Regions from separate parts of the Mus musculus genome. Here regions 1 and 2 are each linked to region 3. The links are chromatin contacts, called in public HiChIP or PLAC-seq and promoter capture Hi-C maps. All regions are on one chromosome and are shown on one strand. The core of a region is the stretch at or near the end of the contact, and the rest is flanking DNA. Distances in the headings are between cores, read along the strand shown.

The links. Promoter capture Hi-C pulls out the DNA fragments that hold promoters and counts their contacts. HiChIP or PLAC-seq counts read pairs in DNA pulled down with a chosen protein or histone mark.
Region 1: a contact with region 3 is called in a promoter capture Hi-C map of embryonic stem cells, with 2.4 times the contacts expected there. The contact joins the enhancer-like site here to the promoter of E2f7 in region 3. A contact is called at or near these places in 13 of 39 promoter capture datasets (the 3T3-L1 cell line, 3T3-L1-derived adipocytes, the C10 cell line and 9 more), 1 of 15 datasets of contacts at CTCF or cohesin (the NIH/3T3 cell line), 8 of 484 Hi-C or Micro-C datasets (CD4 T cells, LSK cells, the MNK3 cell line and 4 more), 6 of 115 datasets of contacts at active chromatin or transcription factors (effector CD8 T cells, embryonic stem cells, epiblast stem cells and 3 more) and 3 of 9 other capture datasets (adipose tissue, embryonic stem cells and liver).
Region 2: a contact with region 3 is called in an H3K27ac HiChIP or PLAC-seq map of embryonic stem cells, with 2.4 times the contacts expected there. The contact joins the enhancer-like site here to the promoter of E2f7 in region 3. A contact is called at or near these places in 1 of 39 promoter capture datasets (pre-B cells), 1 of 15 datasets of contacts at CTCF or cohesin (the NIH/3T3 cell line), 3 of 484 Hi-C or Micro-C datasets (CD4 T cells, epidermal suprabasal cells and nephron progenitors), 6 of 115 datasets of contacts at active chromatin or transcription factors (the 230-238 cell line, embryonic stem cells, fetal liver and 1 more) and 4 of 9 other capture datasets (adipose tissue, embryonic stem cells, liver and 1 more).

The regions. Positions count from the first base shown.
Region 1 is chr10:110,990,515-110,993,973 of GRCm38.p6, reverse strand. The region is part of intron 1 of Zdhhc17 (zinc finger, DHHC domain containing 17); the gene reads left to right. Among named protein-coding and RNA genes, the nearest start is that of Zdhhc17, 18 kb to the left of the region's middle. Within about 2 kb of position 1,658, at least 91 of the 459 cell types and tissues checked have an H3K27ac peak or open chromatin away from gene starts, as enhancers often do. A contact at or near this core is called in LSK cells, adipose tissue, cerebral cortex and 2 more, where this site is marked.
Region 2 is chr10:110,939,094-110,942,239 of GRCm38.p6, reverse strand. It overlaps Zdhhc17 (zinc finger, DHHC domain containing 17), which reads left to right. Exons shown (of 17, transcript NM_172554.2): 17 at 1-461. It overlaps Csrp2 (cysteine and glycine-rich protein 2), which reads right to left. Exons shown (of 6, transcript NM_007792.4): 6 at 2,726-3,029. The coding sequence ends at 2,953. Among named protein-coding and RNA genes, the nearest start is that of Csrp2, 20 kb to the right of the region's middle. Within about 2 kb of position 1,304, at least 21 of the 459 cell types and tissues checked have an H3K27ac peak or open chromatin away from gene starts, as enhancers often do. A contact at or near this core is called in embryonic stem cells, where this site is marked.
Region 3 is chr10:110,743,724-110,746,817 of GRCm38.p6, reverse strand. It overlaps E2f7 (E2F transcription factor 7), which reads right to left and starts at 1,379. Exons shown (of 13, transcript NM_178609.5): 1 at 1,139-1,379; 2 at 394-486. The coding sequence starts at 486.

The DNA of each region.
Region 1 (3,459 bases), core at 409-2,908, 250 kb before region 3:
TACGGTTTAGAATCTGTAGTGTTTTCCTCAACCCTGTCTGGGTATAATTTTACTTCAGAGCGTAATAATCTTACCTTTATGGTGTTTAGAACTGTATTTTCCTATGCAGCAGCCTCCGTGACATGAGACTGTTCGAAATAAATGAAGTTGATAAAATAAAAATTCACATTTCAGTCATAAAACTGAAATCTTGAGTGTATATTAGTGTTATGTGTCTAGCAACTATTGCTTCTGACAGCACAAAATTGAGGGCTGTCTTCCTATTGCACAGGTCTATTGGACAGCATCCATCTGTGTAGGTTTTCTACATTTTCTATGTCTTCCACAAATGTCTTTTGGAGAATGGAGAAATTGCTTAGTTGGTAAAAGCTTATGCGTTTAAGGATGAAGACCTGAGTTTGACCCACGTGAAAGCTGGGCTGAGCAATGTGCACGTGTAACCCTGGAGCTGGGGGCAGAAAGAAAAGGGTTCTCAGAGCTGGCCAGCCATTCGAGCCAGATGCTGACTGAGCTCCAGGTTCAGTGAGAGCCCCTGCCTGGCTCAGAAAGCACTGTGGTAAGATCATTCACTGCTCCTCCAGAAGGCCAGAGCTCACAAGTGCATGTAACTCCATCCACGAGATTTGGCACCCTCTTTTGGCCTCTGAGGATGCCATACATAAAAGTAATAAAGAAAAAAAAGATGGAGAGCAATTGAGGCAGACACCCCATGTCAACTTTAGGCCTCAGAACCCATCCTCACATCTCCATGCATACCCATACATGCACACACATGTACACACATACACACATCTCCATGCATATCCACACATGCAACACACGTACACACATACACACATACACACAAACAGGTAGTACATGAGTGGAATCATTTAGAATGTTCCATACAGGGTTTATTTATTTTTTCTCCCATGCAGCATAGTTGTTGGAGATTTGTCAGGTACTCCTGGTGGGTCATTCCCTTTTATTACTGACTGCTGTTCCATAGTGTGAATAGACCATTTTATACATATACTGCAAATGACCTGGGTTCCCAGCTTCTATTATATTTGTTAAAGTATATCTATGTATGTATATCAATATATATCATAGTTTTTGTATTTAGTTATAATTATTTATGTACAGGTATTTACACAAGCAAAATTTTTATTCTAATGCAGTTACTGGATCACATGGCTGTATACTAGTGTTTTTAAGAAATCAAGCTCTTTCCAGAGTGGCTGTGCATTTTACATTACCGTCAGCTGAGTATGTGTGACACAGTCTCTGATCCTCATTGGTACTTGGTGATGTTGCTTTCTTATTTCATTGTTCTGGCTTCTTTCCAGTCTGATTTTCAGATTTCTTTTGTGATTCAGTTAAGTTACCATTCTGTAGGAGAGTGCTGGCAGGGGTGCAGGGGTGTGGAGTTAGGATCAGGTATGTGTTAAAAGGTGAGACCTGAGTGCAAGAAACAGAAGACATTTGCAGTAAGTATGAGGGGCTAAAGGTGAACTGGAAGTAGGGAGAGAGAGGAGACAACTTTTGATGTGCCTTTATGAAGGGTCACGAGGGTGGCAGTGTTGACCTTGCTGGGGAAGGGAAAGAAAGGGTGTGGATTTGCTAGCCAAAGCTTAGTTATTGAATGTGCAGGCGTGCTGTGTGGGTCACATGATTTGCATAGTGACACAGCACGCGTATTCAGAGGACAGCTTAACAGAGCTGAGTCTCCTCAGCCTTGTGCAGATTCCAGGGATTGAGGCGAGCTTCCCCAGCAAGCACCTCTGTCTGCCAAGCTGTCTTCTGCCCCCACAGCGCACACGGATGAGTGAGTGCCTCATTTACACGGGCACTGACAACTGACCGTTAGGTTTTATCATGGCTAACAGCTGTGGGGTTGTTTGATGTGAGATTAGGAAATAAAGAACAAACTAGCTATATTGCAGTCACTCAAGTAGGGAAGTTTTAAGTAGGCCAGAGATGACAAGGTAGCACTTGTTTTCAGATATTTTATGTCAAGCTTAAAAATAGATGTGGAGACGGCAATTCTATTAAATTATGACTGACCCACTCACTGTGTATGTGTGTGTGTGTGTATTCCCCTCCCCCCCCATGTGGTGTGTGTGTGTGTGTGTGCACACGTGTGCGTGTGCTTGTGTGTGTGTGTTGATACTGGTTTTCTTGGTTGCTCTCTGCCTTATAGTTTGAGGTAGTCTCTTGCTGACCCTGGAGCTCACCATCCAGCTAGCTTAGTCTCGCTAGCTTACTGGAGAACCTGCCCCTTGTTTCCCAAGGGCTGGGGATTAAAGACAAGTTTATTATGTCCATATGGCTTAAAGTCATCACTTTATCTGAGGAACTATCTTCTCAGCCTGATGCCCACCCCTTTTCTTTCTTAGATAACATCTCCTATGTAGCCAGCCCACTTTGACCAGGAACTTGCAATCTCCTCCCTCAGTGTCCTGAGTGATGGGATTACAGGACTGATATGGCAACCACACCCTTGGACACTTCTAACCCACCCTGTAGTTTGTGATGTTTGCCACTCGGGAAGTGGCTGATGATAGTAAATATCCTTTCTCCTGTATATCTTCCTTCCTGTATCTTTGGTAAAGTATCTCCTGTCTGCACTAGTTTACTAGGGCTGCTGGGATCAAATAACAGACCAGACGGTTTACTTGTGGAGAGCCCTTCCCCAGTTTGGAGGCTAGAAAACAAAGGTCCAGATTACGTTGTGGACTAGTATGCTCCTTCCTTTGAAATCTTTAGCCTTTAGATGCCTGGTCTCACTGCCTTTTTAAAGGTTATACTTTTTTTTTTTTTAACATTTAGTTTTGTAATAAGTTTTGAGTTGATTTTTATGTAATTTGAGTTTGAAAAATTGGGTTGATTGGGGCTGGAGAGGTGGTTCAGTGGTTAAGAGCACTGACTGATCTTTCCGAGGTCCTGAGTTCAAATCCGAGCAACCACATGGTGGTTCACAGCTATCTATAATGAGATCTGATGCCCTCTTCTGGTGTGTCTGAAGACAGCAACAGTGTATTCACATACATAAAATAAATAATCTTAAAAAAATGGTCTTTTTTTTTTAATTTTAATTTTGCCTATGGATTCCCATTCATCTCCGAAAACTCTTTTTTTGTTTGTTTGTTTGTTTGGTTTTTTTTGTTTGTTTGTTTTGAGACAGGGTTTCTCTGTGTAGCCCTGGCTGGCCTCGAATAAAAACTCTTTTCTTAAATTGCTTTTATATTGTTAAAAATATTTGAGCAAATACATGGGTTTTAATTTTTAGGGTTTGTTTTTGTTTTCTTTTCTGTTTCTGGAGTCTTTTTGTGTCTAAAACTAAGCCAGCCCCATGCGATGCTGGTAACTTTTGTTTTGTAATAGTTCTTAAAATTGACTTTTAGAAGATAACAGGTTTCTTCCTATATCAATTTAGAATAACCTTGTCTGTAGCTACAAAGAATCTTGAGGGATTTT
Region 2 (3,146 bases), core at 55-2,554, 200 kb before region 3:
CGGCTTGTTTGGGTCTCCGCGAGTCTGGAACAGGATTGTCAGATGGTCTGGAGGCTACTGTGCGCCATGTTTCCTTACTCCGCAGGCCTTGTGTGCAGGGCCGGATAAATCCAGTTCTCAGGCTGTGTTTGAAGGTTCCTTGGAGGGAGTTCTCACTGTCAGTTGGATTCCTTTACGAGCTAGGGACGAAGTTCTTGGGAGTTTTTTCATTCATATTTTTGTTGGTTTTGTAGGAGTTTATTTTAAATACTAGGCATAAAGAAGCATCCTACTTAAGCTATGAATGTTTTTGTTTTATATTTTCTTTATTTATAACTGTGCCAAGTATTATTCAGCTACTTACTGTGTTACTCTGTGGAAAGAAAAACTTGTAAAGTGTTTAATAAATCAGTCCTCCTTACATAATTTAAACCTGTCAAAATTTTGTAAAATATTAATCAAAATAAATATTGACTCTTAAATGTGGTGTCTGCTCAGTTCACTTAGAAAGACTGTAAAATAAAGATTCTGCAGTTCTGTTTTGATCGGATTGAAGTCAGGGGCAGGATTTATAGGGGTTTGTAAAAGTAAAACTGTTGGTGTTCTAAAGTTTCTGGCTCCTTGAATGTGGAGAAATCTTTTGCAATAAAAAGACAACCTTTTTCCATAGTATATTTTTGGATTCCATGGAGCTAATAAGGACCTCAGGAAGAATAGAAATCTGAATTTTGAATGTAAGTATGTCTAAAGCATTATTTTTACAAAATGATTTCTACTAAACTTTGATCCTGGTTATTTCAAATGCCAGGCATAGCAAACAAAAGCATTTTCTTTTGCAAATTTGAAAGGCAAAATTATGGCGAGGCTCTTCCCTGTTATCAGTCTCGTTTCCTGAGGTCTCAGAGGCTGGGACGATCATTGGGTGGTTTCAGGTTAGACTAACATTCAGTTCGTAATTAACTTCATGGTATGAGATAGAAGGGCTCCAGAACTGTCGATGCTCAGTCCAGAACTGCTCAAGACAATGAACTCCATGTTCATGTGATGCACTCCCGCTCGTCATTAGTCACGTGTCCCTGACCTTGCCAGATTGGTACGGCTTTCCTAGCATATGTCTCGCTCTACTTTGTAGAACTATCTGAAAAAGCAGTACATCTGGGGACAGGGCTTATTAGGAAACCCGCCCTCATCCCACAAAGTGTTTACTGTTAAATACCTTTGACTTTTGAAGTAGGAAATCTGTAGTTGCAAGTAGAATATGCAGTGTTGGTCTAAGTCACACACTCAAGGAGGCCAGCTCTGACCCCCAGGAAGCCCTTGCCTCTGACCTGGATGTGCGCTTTGTCCCCATCTGCTGGAGATGCAGAGCTGCTCTGTTGAGGGCTGGCCATGGATTCACCGGCCCCTGCTTCCCAGGTAGCAGTGATGAGAAATATGCACCCAGACTCCTGCCTTGATGAAGTTTTAAGAGAAGGCACTATTTTAGAGCTTAGTGATTAGCGTTTATAGTATCAAAATGCTTGGATCTATAGATTTACAAGTTTACCAAATTTGGAAATGTCTGTCATTCTTCTGATATTTTTCTGCCCCCCCCCCCCAACCCCTCCCAAGAACTCTCAGGCAGTTCTGGCTCCTCACATGGTAGCAAGGTTTCTAGGACTTCCACTGTTGACTGAATGCTCTTTCTTTTTTGAACGATTCCTAGCATTTCCTGAGTTTTTCCCTGCAGGGTAAGTGTTTACATAACCTCCATCCCTTGTTTCCCCCCCTACATCTTGGCCAGTTCTAGTGGCTTTTGATAGTTCCCACCCTCATTATAGAAATGTACAGTTGATGAGTTTCCCCCTTCTTTTCAGACCTAGTAATTTTTGTTTTTTATTCATGCTAGATACTTTTGTAAACATTTCGAACTTAGTTCCATAATTCAGTTAGGTTAGTTGGAAAAAGTTTATCTGTTTGGTTTTGATTTTAAAATTTGTTAGGCAGGGCTAGAACGTTGCTCAGTTTAGTAATAACGGTCTGTGTGAAGTGCAGCAGCCAAGACTCCAGCAGTGCTTTATTTAGGGTCCTGCCTCTGGGGAGTGGGGACCTTGCTACCCCCACGTGAGTAGCAGAGGTTGACATCAGGTGTTTCACTGGATCACCTTACTTTGGAGACAGGGTCTCTGAACCGGAGCTCAGCAGGGCACTGGGGACCCAAAAGTCACCAAGCCACCTCTCCAGCCAGAGTCTCATACCCAGGTGTTACTAATGTAGATCATTTCCATCTACCCTCTAGGGAGCTGTCCTGACAAAGAGTCACCACCAGCAGGCTCAAATGGGGCAGAAGGGAAAGAGATGCTGAGTGCTAACTGCTGGCTCCAAGGAGCTTGGCAATCATGAGTCAGTCGAAGCATCTTGACAGCTAAAGAGATCTGTGCATTTGTGTGTGCGTGTGGAAGCCTGGAAAACTGCCAGTGAGCGCACCTTCAACAAAGAGTGTTTTGTTATATATATATATATATATATATATATATATATATATATATATGTATATATATATATATATATGAATGAAAATCTCAAAAGTAAAAATGTCGTTTTCAGCTCTCAGAGTGCAAATGTTAGCCTACTGCATAAAGGAATTGATTGTCTTTTTAAGAACGTCTTTTTTTTTTTTTTAATCAGGAGACTGGTTTTCACTGGAGGAAGGAACCAGATAACTTCTCATCATCTAAAAATCACAACAGCTCCTCTGAAAGGTTAATTAAGAGGTGGTACCCAAATCAAGCCAAAATTTTATTTCAAATGTAAAAGAATGCTCTTAGACGCTAGTGAGTGGGCGGGAGAGTGCAGCGCTGTCGGTCCAGCCCCCACAGGCAGCTCGGTGATGCCCAGTGCCAAGTGCTGGCTGTTTCACAGTAGTGAGCGCCATAAACGCCATCTGCAGTTTGGTAATGGAGATTCTCTGTCGTGCTTACTGGGTTCACACCATTACTGAGCATGAACAAGGGCCCCTGCCCCTTGACCATAGCCAAATCCCTTGGGCCCAAAGTTCTTTGCGTAGCACCCTACAAAGGAAAGGGAGAGTTAATCAGAGGTCACTAACAAATGGCCATGAATTTAAAAGCCAACTGGAGGCTCTGCCAGAGGTCAGTTTAAGATATAAAATGGGCTCTGCTATGAGC
Region 3 (3,094 bases), core at 130-2,629:
CAAGGCTGTAACTCTTGGGAGACATCTCTGTAGTTGGTCCATTAGGAGGAAGGTGGTGTTTCTCAGCATTCGGACATTAAATCCAGTATTTACAACAACAAAATCCTGTTCCAGGGAATTAACGCTTTCTAATTTCTTCCAACATTAATTCAACTGCCCTTGGGATCTCTAGGCATCACAAACTTCTGATCACTGCATCCAGAATGCACCTTTGGCTTCAGAAGCTGGTTCCAACACTAATGACTTAAGAGGAGCCGAAACAAAGGTCGCAATGGCCCCATTCTCTAAAAACTCCTCTATAACGGCCATCACAATTATGCTGTATACGAGACGAAAGCTAGGCATCACCATCCAAAACATGCTGGAGACTATAAAGTATTTATTTGTGCTTACCTTTTGTGCGTTCTCTGCATCTTCAATGGCAAAATCTAGTCTGGTCTGCCTGGGGCTGATCAAGTCTTTTAGTGTTAAACAATTCACCTCCATCTGGAACACACAACTATATCAGAAAATGATTTTACATTTATTTCCCCCTACAACAACAACGACAAAATGCCACTTGTGAACATCAACTTTCCCTTCCTACAGCATTCCTGGAATTTTCCAAGAATGAAGACACCCTCCATTCCTCATTAAAACTCACACGGACAAACACTTAAAATATACTTAGGAATCACTGGAAATCTGGGAAGACGAAAAAACTGAACAAAACTGCAATCCTTTATGAAAAGCAACAGGCAAAATAGTTACCAAGGAAGGAAGGTGTTAGGCAAATGCCAAGAAAGTTACAGGGTCTCCCAGGTCAGTTAATTTTGGCGCAAAGAACCGGGAGGAATTCAACTTTGAGTGGGTTTGATCTAGGGGGTAGACTGAAACCTGATCTAGAGACCAACCCATGCGGGAAGCGCTCAGCCCCTCCCTAGGCATCTAAGCACACCCCAAGTGAAACTCTTCCCAGGGGACCCCTAAATCGTGGGGGTAGGTGGTAGTGGGGACCAGCCTCCTTCACCTAGCGCTGCAGCCAGCACAACCCCAGGGGGCACTCGGACCCGGGGCCTGTGGGACGGCATCCAGGGCGGCGGGTAACCCGTCTCCGCATTCCCGCCTCCCCATCCGAGGGGGCCGCACGCTTCCTTACTGTCGCTGCGCGATGGAGGGTCTCTCCGGGGACGTCCGCAGCCGCACGCGTGAGCGGGCAGAGCGTGTAGATCTCAGCGGCCGGCTGGCGACATGGGCAGGGCAGGGCAAGGCTCGCAGATCCTCCGCTCCACCCGCGGTGTCCGCGTAGCGACAGCGTCTCCTACCCGCCTAAGCCAAGCTCCAGCCCTGGATCGCGGTCCCCGCTAAAACACCTCCTCTGGCGCCTTGAGACTGAATTTGAGCATTCACCAATGCGCGGCGGCCGGCGGGGCGGTGCCGACCAATGGCGCGGCGGCACGGCCCGAAGCCCCGCCCCTCGCTGTCTTGGCGCTCGGCGCCGCGCCTTTCCTCCCCTTCGCCCGCCCGCCGGATTGTTGTCGCCTCGCCCCCTCCCCCTTCCGGGTACCTGGAGGCGGTGACGCGGGAGCGTTTCCCGCGGGGACGCGGGCGCGGACGCGGGAAGCCGGGGCGGGGCGGCGCGGGCCGGCGCGCTCTCCGCGGGGCGCCCTTTTGTTGTGGGGGACCGACCCACGCCGGCCCCCAGCGCAGCAGATGGAGCCGGGGAAACGATCCGCACGCGCGGGATGCTGCGGACGCCGCCCTGCCCCCAGCAACCTGCGGGAGCCGAGTTGCCGGGACCTGCCAGGGCGGCTCCCTAGCACCCGGCGCCGCCAGGTGACACGTGAACCCTGGTTAGCACCTGGGCTGCGAGCAGATGGCACGCCCGTTAGCCCTGGGAACAACCCCGGCAGCCGCACCAAAGGGGGTTTTGCAAAAGGTTTCCTGGTGTTCCCTCTCCAGAGCATTAGAGATGGTCGAGAATGTGTTATTAGACAGTTTCTAGTAAGGACTAGCTTGGGGGATGGGGGAACAGTCAAGAATATCTCTGGAATATTACTGATTTCTATTAGACCTTTCACTTCCTTCGGATTCTTATTTAAAATATGAACCTAAGGAAAGACTGCTATTTTAGGCCCCTCTTGAGAAACTCTTGTTTAGAACCGTTTTGGATTTGCACAAAAAACTGAAAAGATACTTTAAAAGAGTTCACTCACATCTAGTACCCAGTTTCAGCCACTTATGTAAGTACAAAGCACTTGTTTAAGTCACTATTTATTCAGGTTTTCTTTTTACCAAATGCTTTTTTATTTCCTGTTGGAGGACATCGCTTTTGTTCATCTCTCCTAAGCTCCTGGTTCAGTTTCTTGGGTTGATCCCCAGATTTTCCCCGAGTACTGTTATTTTGTAGGGTGCCCTCAGCTGGGATTTATAACGGCCTCTTTAACACATGCCCACGAGTATTTCCCCACTTCAACGCAAAACTATCATTCTCATTACCCCGTCTTAGCCGTTCCGTGCAAAGGCCCCACCCTTCACCTCTCAGCTCTCAAAAATGTACAATGAGCCATCAGAAGAATTCAAAATATTTACTCAAGTCCTTCGGTTTTTACTCCAGTCTGCTGGTACATTCAGCCTGAAAATGGCTACCGGACTATACCTTAGAAAAGACCAGAACGCATGTAAAACAATCCGCATGAACAAATAAACAATAGTAGCTTAAAAAAAAAGTATGTCTATGGCAAATAACAATTTGAAGACTATAGGGATAGCTCAGCCAATAAAGTGCTTGAAGGATCAGAGTTGGACCTCTGGTGCCCATGCTGGTGTGGAGGTGCCTGTGCTTGCAGCACCAGCAGGCACAGACCGATCCCTGGGGCTTGCGGACTAGCCTGTTTAATAAGCTCCAGATAAAGGAAAGACCCCCGTGTCAAAAACCAGAGGTATGGGGTTGGAGAGATGGCTTAATCAGTAAAGTGCTTGCTCAACAAGCAGGAGGACGGAGTTGGGATTCCCAGCACCCATTTTCAAAGCTGGGGGTGAGGTAGTCTGTAACCCAGGCTGCGGAGACCCACTGCTTCGAGAAGGTCATTGGCCAGTCAAGCTATCCTAGGTC